Regions from separate parts of the Mus musculus genome. Here region 1 is linked to region 2. A link is a contact called in public HiChIP or PLAC-seq data. All regions are on one chromosome and are shown on one strand. The core of a region is the stretch at or near the end of the contact, and the rest is flanking DNA. Distances in the headings are between cores, read along the strand shown.

What was found. HiChIP or PLAC-seq counts read pairs in DNA pulled down with a chosen protein or histone mark.
Region 1: a contact with region 2 is called in an H3K27ac HiChIP or PLAC-seq map of embryonic stem cells, with 18 read pairs. The contact joins the enhancer-like site here to the promoter of Rufy2 in region 2. A contact is called at or near these places in 7 of 39 promoter capture datasets (cranial neural crest, embryonic stem cells, hippocampal neurons and 3 more), 2 of 484 Hi-C or Micro-C datasets (the HPC-7 cell line and liver), 2 of 115 datasets of contacts at active chromatin or transcription factors (both in embryonic stem cells) and 1 of 9 other capture datasets (adipose tissue).

The regions. Positions count from the first base shown.
Region 1 is chr10:63,046,754-63,052,440 of GRCm38.p6, reverse strand. It overlaps Pbld2 (phenazine biosynthesis-like protein domain containing 2), which reads right to left. Exons shown (of 10, transcript NM_026085.2): 3 at 4,874-4,973; 4 at 4,401-4,499; 5 at 131-240; 6 at 1-12. Among named protein-coding and RNA genes, the nearest start is that of Gm16143, 7.9 kb to the left of the region's middle. Within about 2 kb of position 3,145, at least 14 of the 459 cell types and tissues checked have an H3K27ac peak or open chromatin away from gene starts, as enhancers often do. A contact at or near this core is called in embryonic stem cells and liver, where this site is marked.
Region 2 is chr10:62,978,525-62,983,769 of GRCm38.p6, reverse strand. It overlaps Rufy2 (RUN and FYVE domain-containing 2), which reads right to left and starts at 3,518. Exons shown (of 18, transcript NM_027425.4): 1 at 3,438-3,518; 2 at 926-1,099. The coding sequence starts at 3,441.

The DNA.
Region 1 (5,687 bases), core at 1,896-4,395, 69 kb before region 2:
TTCATGGAAGTCCTAGAAGGGGGCAGAGATAAAGTCAGTGATGAACAGGAGAGCCGTGGGCTTGAACTCGGTCCGTGGCAGTAACTGCACACATTAGCAGCCTATGAGAGTGCAGTAACTAGGAGCTAACCTGGGGGAAGGTTGGGTAGACAGGAAAGTCCAGGACGATCCCATCTTCTTCTCTTCTGGCCTTTAGCTCCCCGCTCATTGTGACAAAGGTCAGGGTGCTGTTCGTGTTCTCTGGACAGAGGAGGGGTCAAAGGTCAGGAAAATAAGTGTGATTGTGTTTTCTGGGGATTCATTGCTGTTTGTGTTTGGTGGTGGTGGTGGTGGTCATATAGTATAGTGTGTGTGTGTGTGTGTGTGTGTGTTACTGTGGAATGAACCCAGAGAGTCACACATGCAAGTTCCTCCCACTAAGCTATCTCCCCAGTTATCCTAGGTCTTTTTCATCTTTGACTGATGTCTCTCTGGCCAGTGGGGCTGGCCTTGAATCCTCGCTGTGGCCCAGAAAGGCTGTGAAGTTTTAATCCTCTCTCCTCAGCCTCCTGAACAACTGGACAACTTCACCAGCTAAACTTGTCTTCATTCTTCTTCTGTACCCCACACACAAAATCATTTTCTCATCCTGATCAGGTTTTATGACCAGAAAGAAAAGTGTCTCCCTAATACTTGGTCCTCAGCTAGTTGTACTGTTTTGGGGAGAGACATAGTTAACTGGGTCACAGGTGAAAGGGCTCACATGGGGGATTTTAAGAGGGACACTAAGACAGATTGTTCAGGAATTAGGAGTTGATTCTAAAGAATTGTTACCTTTTAGAGTTTGGGGGTGGTTTTATAGTAAAAGCCTTCCCAGGAAGGAGACAGGAAGTCTGCTACTTAAGGACTCACAATGACTCAGTAAGGTGCCTGTCAGTGTCTTGGGAGGAAAAGGACTTCTGCCCGTACTGTGGTCTGAGCAGTGGCTACGGTTCTAACATGACATCCTTACAAAGGGCCACGGGCCTCGGAGGGTTATAACGTGGCCAGCATCTGAGCCAAGGTTGTTGCTTCCTCTCTAAGTTCCGTGTTACTAGTGCAAGCTCTTAAAATCATGGTCCATGCCACCATGGCCACTGTGATGGTCCGTATCCCCTGTACCATGAGCCAAAACTTGCTTCTGTCAGATATTTTATTGCAGCAACAGAGAGGAAATTAATATACCAGATAACATGGTTGAGAGGGCTTGGCTAACTCACAACTGCATCTCCTGCCAGGCACAGACTCCCTCAAGAACCTAAGGACAGTTGAGTCTGTAGAAGACACTACTGGGTCTCCTCCCGCCATAGCCCTACCTCCACCTCTAGCTCCTTGCACCAGCTTTGTCTTATTCTTCACCTCTAGGTCCATGTCTAGCATCTACCTTCCTCAATGGTGAGTCACAACCTCTCTCGTAACTGAATGGAGATGTTGCAAACAATGTGTCAATAATACAGGGCCTCTGAACACCCAGCAATCAAAACTTAATTCAAAATCGTATGTGTAGTGAATAAAAAGCATTTCTGGCTGTGCTCACTTATGTTGTGGCATGGCATCACGGCCAACTTGTGACAAGCACACTTTCATCCCGCATGCCTCTGCTCCTCACACCAATGAAACACGTAGGCTAGATCTGAGACTATGGCAGATTATAAATTGCACCATTTCTACTACACATACCATGTGTTTCTCTTACAGAAACATAAGTTTAATTACCGAGAGCAAAGATGTTTCATATTTTTCAGTGGTCATTTGTCAGCATATAAGTATCAATTCAGTATCTCTTTGAATTTATATTACAATGTTTGATTTTATTTTCTATTTTCAGAAAAACAAGCAAACAAACAAACATTATGCTGGGCAGTGGTGGCGCATGCCTTTAATCCCAGCACTTGGGAGGCAGAGGCAGGCGGATTTCTGAGTTCGAGGCCAGCCTGGTCTACAGAGTGAGTTCCAGGGCAGCCAGGGCTACACAGAAAAACCAAAATAAATAAATAAATAAATAAATAAATAAATAAATAAATAAATATGTGTGAGTGTTTTGCCTGCATGTATGTCTGTGCACCACATGTGCACATTGCCCCCAGCAGCCATAAATTTCCTGGGTTACAAAGGATTTGTGAACCACCATATGGTTTCTGGGAATTGAACTCAGGACCTCTGGAAGAGCAGCCGGTGCTCTTAACCACTGAGCCACCTCTCCAGCCCCTAAAATGTTTGACTTTTAAAATTACTCTTTGAGTTTTAGCTACATGACTCGGCGGCTAAGGGCACCTTCTGACAAGACAAATATGTGGAGTTCAGCACCTCAGTCCACATAATGGAAGGAGAGATCAGACTCCTGAAAATGATGCTCTGAGCTCTACATGTACACTGTGGTATTTGTTTGTGCATACATAAACATTGATTAATTAATTAATTAATTAAAATATAATAAAAATTGTTTCAGGACTCTAAAGCCCTTTTCTGTTCTCTACAGGCATGGCCCATACATGATATACAGATAAACATGCAGGCAAAACCACTTATACTCATAAAAATAAATGGAAAAATTGGCAGGCTCCTAAGAAGGAAGGTCCAGGGCATCAGAGATAAAGAAGATAGAACATTAGTCTTGCATAAGCTATGTCCTATGCCAAGCAAGCTTAATTAAAAAGTATATAACCTTATATACTAGTTCAAGAGGTAGGGGATAGGACAAAGTCAACGGAAACTGTCATACAATGGGGTGAAGTCATCGGGGAGCTAAAGAGACATAGGGTGAACATGGGTTCTCTCCAGAGCATCAGAGACAGAGCACACAGTAACCTAGGGATTGACAACTGTAGCCTGTACAGTGGGAAGAGTTGGGTCCTTGGGATCTGAAGCCACAGCTCCCCCAAGGCCCTTACCAGCTCCAGGCTATTACCAGCTCTGCCAACCATATTCCAGGTTTTAGAGAAGGAGCTGTGTTCTATATAGCAGAGGCTCCACATATCAGAGCCTCAGGGAGAGCCTTAGATCAGTCTAGCCTTCAACAACAACAGCAGCAGCAGCAAAAGCAATTGTTTTTAGTTGCTGTTTGAGGAGCTGGGTGTGGTGGCTCACAGCTACAACCGAAGCACCAGGAGACAGAGGTCAGAAGACTGAAAGTCTAAGTCCCTCCCACCAGGCCCAAGTACCAAGTTCCAGGCCAAACAGAGTTAGGTAGGAAGAGCCTGTTTTTTTTTTTTTTTTTTTTTTTGAGACAGGGTTTCTCTGTACAGCCCTGGCTGTCCTGGAACTCACTTTGTAGACCAGGCTGGCCTCGAACTCAGAAATCCACCTGCCTCTGCCTCCCGAGTGCTGGGATTAAAGGCGTGCGCCACCACGCCCGGCTGTTTTGTTTTTTTAAAACAGAGGATATGGCTCAGTTGGTAGAATGCTTGCCTAACATTCATGGAGCTGGGGTTCAATCCCCAGCTCTGCATAAAAGGTTTGCATTATGGAAAGCCTGTAATACCAAGACTTGGGCGAGGAAAGGAACTAAGAGCAGAGTTCAAGGTCAGCCTGGAATAAGAGACCCAGTCTCAAAAAAAAAGTATGACTTTAAGATCTACTAAAGGCTAGGTAGCAGATGCCTATCTAACCAGCCACTTCTGCTGTTGCTAATGGTACAAGGAAACTTCCTCATGCCTGAGTTGACTGCATAGTCTGTTATGTTCTGTGTTTTGCTGTTCCTGGAAGCCAATCACAATCTTCATTTTCCAGACATTACACTATATGCCAAGTCCATTCTGGCCATGCAAATCCCTCTGCCACATGTAAATAAATGAAGTTATTAAAAGAAATTCATGGGACTAAGCCATGGTGGTACATGCTATAATTGTAATACAAGGAGCCTGAATTTTAAGGCCACCATCATCTACATAGGAAACTCAATGCCAGCCTCAGCTAAATGAAACCCTATCACAAAGCAAACAAACAGCCGGGGCCTAGCAAACACATAAGTAGATGCTCACAGTCAGCTATTGGATGGATCACAGGGCCCCCAATGGAGGAGCTAGAGAAAGTACCCAAGGAGCTAAAGGGATCTGAAACCCTGTAGGTGCAACAACATTATGAACTAGCCAGTACCCCGGAGCTCTTGACTCTAGCTGCATATGTATCAAAAGATGGCCTAGTCGGCCATCACTGGAAAGAGAGGCCCATTAAACACGCAAACTTTATATGCCCCAGTACAGGGGACCGCCAGGGCCAAAAAGTGGGAGTTGGTGGGTAGGGGAGTGGGGGGGAGGGTATGGGGGACTTTTGGGATAGCTTTGGAAATGTAATTGAGGAAAATACGTAATAAAAAAATATATAATAAAAAAAGCAAACAAACAAACAACAATAAATAAACAAATAAGCAAAGTCCACCTTACTTCTTTTTTGAAACAGCACAGCTGCAGAAGCCAGCGTGGCGTGGCCACACAAGGGGAACTCGGCCTCTGGGGTAAACCACCTCAGCCCAAAACGGGAACCTTACAAGGAGAAAAGGTTAAAGAAAAGCAAGGTCAAACCACACAGTCAGGTTAGAACACTTCAGCATCTTCTCCCCTAAATCATTAGTGTGGCTAACAGGGAAAACCTTCCTTAGAGGCGTGAGCACGAGATAGAGAAGCATTCTGCTCCCTCCTGGGAGAGGTCCCAAGGAGCTTGGTCCCCGGGATCCAACATGGCAGAAGAGACCCAACTCTTACAAGCTGTCCTCCAACTTCACACACACACACACACACACACACACACACACACACACACACACACACACTGTGGCATGTGCACAGGCATACACACACACAAATGCATACACACACACAAATAAATGTAAGACAAAAACCTTAAATGTATAATTTACTTTGTGTGAAGTCATCAGTTGGTTGCAGTTTGCGGACAAAAGCGGTTTCAGAGAGGTTCATTTCCCTTGCAATGTCCTGATGAGCATCTTCATCCAATGTCTTAAATAGAAAAAAAAAAAAGTTATTGAGAATCTGGAACACAGATCTGACTTAACATAGCAGCTTATCGGCATCAAAAGTCAAATGCTTAGACTAGGTATAATGGTGCACATGTGTTGAGGGGGGGTTATATATTTATTTGTGGTAATTTGAATGTAATTTGTCCCCATAGGCCCATAGGGAGTGAGTGGTACTATTATGAGGTGTGGCCTTGTTGGAGGAAGTGTGTCACTGTGAGGGTGGGCTTTGTGATTTCTTATGCTCAAGCCTGCCCACTGTGATACTCAGTCTTCTGCTGCCTTTGGATCTAGATGTAGAACTCTCAGTTCCTTCTCCCACACCATGTCTGCCTGCATGCCGCCATGTCCTGCCATGATGATAATGGACTAAACCTCTGAAACTGTAAGCCAGCCCCAATTACATGTTTTCCTTATAAAGGGTGTTGTGGCCATGGTGTCTCTTCACAGCAATAGAAACCCTAAGACAATGCTTAAAAGGAAATTCAAGTTACATGGTAAAGAATTAAAGATTCAGCCAGGCAATGGTGGCGCACGCCTTTAATCCCAGCACTTGGGAGGCAGAGACAGGTGGATTTCTGAGTTTGAGGCCAGCCTGGTCTACAGAATGAGTTCCAGGACAGCCAGGGTTACACCGAAAAAAAACACTCACTCACTCTCTCTCTCTCTCTCTCTCTCTCTCTCTCTCTCTCTCTTT
Region 2 (5,245 bases), core at 2,269-4,768:
AGCCCAGCCTTGTCTACAGAGTGAGTCTGAGACAACCAAGGCTGTTTATTACACAGAGAAACCCTCTCTCAAAAAACAAACAGCCGGGCGTGGCGAGGCACGCCTTTAATCCCAGCACTCGGGAGGCAGAGGCAGGCGGATTTCTGAGTTCACGGCCAGCCTGGTCTACAGAGTGAGTTCCAGGACAGTCAGGGCTCTACAGAGAAACCCTGTCTCGAAAAACCAAAAACAAACAAACAAACAAACAAACAAAAAAATTTTTCTGAAGATCATGTACTAGGAATCACAACAGTAATTAATACATTCTCCTGAAATCAACACACCTTAACCTAGACTCCAAAGATCAAAGTGGAGTCTTCCAGCTCGCGTGGCAAGCCATTCCATTGGCCCAACATTCAGATTTAAAATGCAAAATAGGGCTGTCTCAGTTGGCTCAGCGGTTAAGAGCACTGACTGCTCTTCCAGAGGTCCTGAGTTCAATTCCCAGCACCCACATGGTGGCTCACAGCCATCTGTAATGGGATTTGATGCCCTCTTCTGGTGTGTCTGAAGACAGAGACAGTGTACTCATAAGTAAATAAATCTTAAAAAAATAAATAAATAAAACAAAATAAAATGCAAAAATAATGACGGCAACTATGGCCTTAAAACTATTTCTCCGGGGCTGGTGAGATGGCTCAGTGGGTAAGGGCACCTGACTGCTCTTCTGAAGGTCCGAAGTTCAAATCCCAGCAACCACATGGTGGCTCACAACCACCCGTAATGAGATCTGATGCCCTCTTCTGGTGTATCTGAATTCAACTACAGTGTACTTACATATAATAAATAAATAAATCTTTAAAAAAAAAAAAACTATTTCTCCAAGGACATCAAGGGTGAGAAGCAAGGGAGCGGAAGGCCGACTGATTTGGGGGTCTCGTCATACCTTTCAGGCCGTGTTTCAGACAATGTTCCATGACCACGAAGAACTGCTGCAGAGGAGGGTAGTCAGAGTCCAGCGTGCGGCCGAAGCTCAGGGCAGACTCGATGAGCCCTTTGATACTCAGTTTAGCCATGTTTAACAGGTTGGCTCTCTCCACGGCTGTGGGGTCCTTTGTAGCTGAAAAAATGCAAGAAAGCCCAACATCATCCCCAGGACAAGACAACAGTGGCGAATCCACAGATCTGTCCTTCCCCGTGGAAGTCTGCTCTCCCGTGCTTGGCAGCCGGATAGCTCCTCAGGCCAGGTTGCCACAACACGGCCTCTTTCTTCTCTCTCACAAGCCACAGCAAAGCACCATCCACGCCCACTGTGGCCATGCTTATGAACTATCCTCAAGACTCCACACAGAGAATAATAAGCTTTATTTTCTGGCTGGTGAGATTGCTTAGAGAGGATGTGCGGGACGGACCACTTGAGCTCCATCCAGAACCCACAAGCCGGAGAGAATGTCTCTGACCGTCATTTATCAGGCACAGCACATTTGTGTCTACCTACTGCGTGCTCGAGCACACACACGCACGCACACAATCACTAGCCACGGCCCACTGTGCCTACCTACTACACACATCTTAAGGTAAAATGGCTTTCAGTAAAGATAAGCTTGCAAGTACAAGCCACATGTTTGAGGATTTTGCAAATGGTGGGTAGCAGGCATGGTCTAGGTCTAATGATTTCCAAGCAAGAATAAGAGGCTAAAGAAATGGCTCAGTCATTAAGAGCATTTGCTGTTCTTCCAAAAAGCCAAAATTTGGTTCCCAGCATCCACTAAGATGGTTCACACCTACTTGTAACTCTAGCACCAGGTGGCCAAATGCCCTCTTTTGACCTCTGAGGTCAACACACACACACACACATACACACCTTTATTTCAAAATCAGGCAGTGGTGGCTTGCATCTTTAATCCTAGCACTTGAGTTAGAGGCTAGTCTAGTCTACAGAGTGAGGACAGCCAGGCCCACATATTAAAACTGTCTCAAAAAAAAAAAAAATCAAAATACACTAGCAACAAAATAAAAGGTAAAGTTATCAGATTCCAGAATCTCCCAGAACAAACATCACAGGGAAAACAACAACAACAGAAAAAAAAAAAAAAAATCAAAATATTTTGACAAACCCAAGGTAGTCTTCTGTGCCTTTGACCTAAGCAACTAGGAGATTGGTTCCAGGCCGGCCAGGGTTACACAGTAAGACCCTGTCTCGAAAAAAACACAACTCCCAGGTCAAAAGAAAAGAAAAAAAAAAAAAAAAAGGAAAGAAAAAAATTCTAGTACGGGCTGGAAAGAGGTTAATTCCCCATACCTGTGGTAAGCGCTTAACTCCAACTCCAGGGAGACCCGACGCCTCTGGAGGCCCCTACACTCAGGTACACACTCATTAAAAATAAAAATAATTTTTTTTAAACCAGCTGTTCCCCCAACACTCTAAACACTGCCGAGTGGCACAAATATTTTTCTGCGAAGATAGCAAAAGAGATGTGAAAACCAAACCTAACATTTATTAATCTCCAGAGAACTCTGCCATGTAGCTGTTTCTGTAGTCCCAGCGTCTGTGATTCTTGGGTCCAGCCTGGTCTAAACAGAGTGTTCTGAGGCAGCCAATGCTATATAGAGAGACCTGTCTCAAAAACAACCTTCAAGTAAATGACAAACCCAGGTGGTCAGTGCGTTCACAATTTAGTGGCCCACTCAAAACAAAACAAAACAGCTGGGCGTGGTGCGACACACTTTAATTCCAGAATTTGGGAGGCAGAGGCAGGAGGGAATCTCTGAGTTCGAGTCCAGCCTGGTCTACATAGCTAGCTCCTGGACAGCCAGGACTATGCAGTGAGAACCCGTTTCGAATAACAAAACAAGAGTCCCCTTGCTCTGGCACTTGGCTATGGTTTGCATCCCAGCTCTCTTAGGCTGACTTCCTCCGCAATCTGAAACAGCCCGGCTGGGTGATGAAGGATATGGCCACATCTTTTCCTCCACTCTCCGTCGAGGTGTGATTCCCTCCGTCCACCCCCGCTCCCGAAGTGAAACCACCTGACGTTTAATAATCGGCAGAATTCTCTTTTTAAGAGTGTTCATCACAACCTGTAACCTGCACCGGAGGAGCCTAGGACAGCGGCTGTGCAGCAGCGACCGCAGGTGGGGCTCCTCGGCAGTCCCTAGAGGCGGCCCCGCTCCCTCTGCGCCCCCAGCCTGCAAGGGGGCCCCGCGGAGCGCGCTCCTGGCACTACACCGCTCCCCTCCCCAGCCTTCCGCCCTGCATCCGCGTGACTGGGAAGCCATCCCTGTCCCTGGACGCCCTGGTCCCCGCCCGTCCGCCGACCCCAGCCGCCAGGCCCCAGGGCGGGCGGGGCGCAGGGATGCGGGCGGGCGGACGTTGCCATGGAGACCCCGGGAGCCCCCGGTTCCCGGGTGACTGCGTGACCCAAGCGAAGGATGGTGACCCCGGCTGCTGCCCTTACCCATGGCGGCGGTGCGTGCGGGACACGGGCTCGCGGAGCGGGTCAGCAGCTCCCCGCAGGCGCGCGGCGGCCACCGCGTCTGGCCCGGCTCGGCGCTGCCACAGCGCCCCTGGCGGCGGGAGGACGCCACGGCCGCGTGAAGCTGGTCCCCGCCGATCACCCCCACCCCCACCCCAACCCCCATTTGACCAACCCTGACAGCGTCAGAGAAAGAGGCGTGACGGGGACCTGGGGCACAGCGCCAAGGGAGGATGTAGATGCGGGCCTCAAGCTACCTGTCAAGGTTTCATCCTTGCAGGCTGGATGGGTTTAAGGAACACACCGGCCGACTCGGAGCTAGCCGACAGATTTTAGAAAACCTCACACAATTAGCAGAGCCGGCGGCTTGTAATGCCAGCATTTGAGAGATGGGAGTTAGATGGATCCGTAGTTGAAGACCAGGCTCACTTACATAATGGATTTGAAGCTCGCCTAGTCTCAAAGGAAGACACTAAATCCAGCTGCTAACCCCAGCACTCAACAGGAGTGGACGCAGGAGGACTGCTAGGACCTTGAGGTTACTCTGAGCTACCTAACAAGTGCCAGGTCGTCTAAGGATAGCTACAAAACCCCTGTTGCATGTAACAAAATGTGATACTTTGTAAGTGGGTATGGTGGACCTAGAAAATACCAACTCTTAGGAGTTGGAGGAAAGACACAAGACCCCAGTTCCATGTAACAAAATGTGATACTTTGTAAGCGGGTATGGTGGACCTAGAAAATACCAACTCTTAGGAGTTGGAGGAAAGACCTAGAGTGTTTGTTGCTTAAAAAAAAAAAAAAAATCCTTTCCTTAGTGAGGTGTAAACAACGTCTACCAAATGCTTCCAAAATTCTGAGGACACACCAAAAATGATTAACACCGTTCCCGCTGAAGAAGCAGTGAGTTATGGGGGATACTGGGGAGGACTTCGAAATCCCTCTAGGAATGATGACTCCTTCCTGGCTGCAGATAGTCACCCCTCCACTAGCCCCTCCCTTCCTATATGTTAGTTCCTCCCTAAGGCCATTTGCAGTTAGGGTAGAATTGCATACAACAGCTTGCAAGAGAAAGACTGGTTGTTCCTGTGAAGGTCCCATGACCCTCCCTCCCTGCCCTCCTATGAGGGAATTCAAGTCAACTTGCCCAGCTGTGATCTTTTGCAAGCAGATGTAGGCCAGTTTGCTGAAAACAGTGGTAGTTTTGACTCAGTCCTGTACAACACAGTTCAAGATCATTCTCCCAGACATTCGAGATTTCAAGGCCAGCCTGGGTTATACAGGGCTGTCTTTTAAAAAATGCACAGGCACACACACACACATGAATGCTTCCTCCTGCCTTTCAACTTGCCATAGATAAAACTTGCAACAGGCACCTGGGTGTGCTGCCTGTCATATACCTATAACCCCGGGATCCACCCTTCAGGCAAAAGCAAGCAGATCTTGATTCCGGAGCTAATAAACCCATCTCAAAAACTTAAACCACCAAAAGTGGGTAGACAGATGCAAGTCACAATGTTAACTCAACACTCTGGTTTAGAATGTTAAGAGATAGTTGCCTGAATCCAGCTGTCTCGGGACCAACGTCCATTCTGCTGGCAGAGTCAAAACTGAGTTCATGGTCCCAGGCCCCAGACCCAACACTTATTCTGCTTCTTCAGGGGTTTCATGTTTGTCTGTTATCCAGTAAAGGGGGGGTTGCCTTATCTAAAACAAGGCATGCAAGCATTGCTGGGGGTGAACTACCTGACTGCATGCAGCTTGCCCACTCCTTTGTTCCCTTATCATTC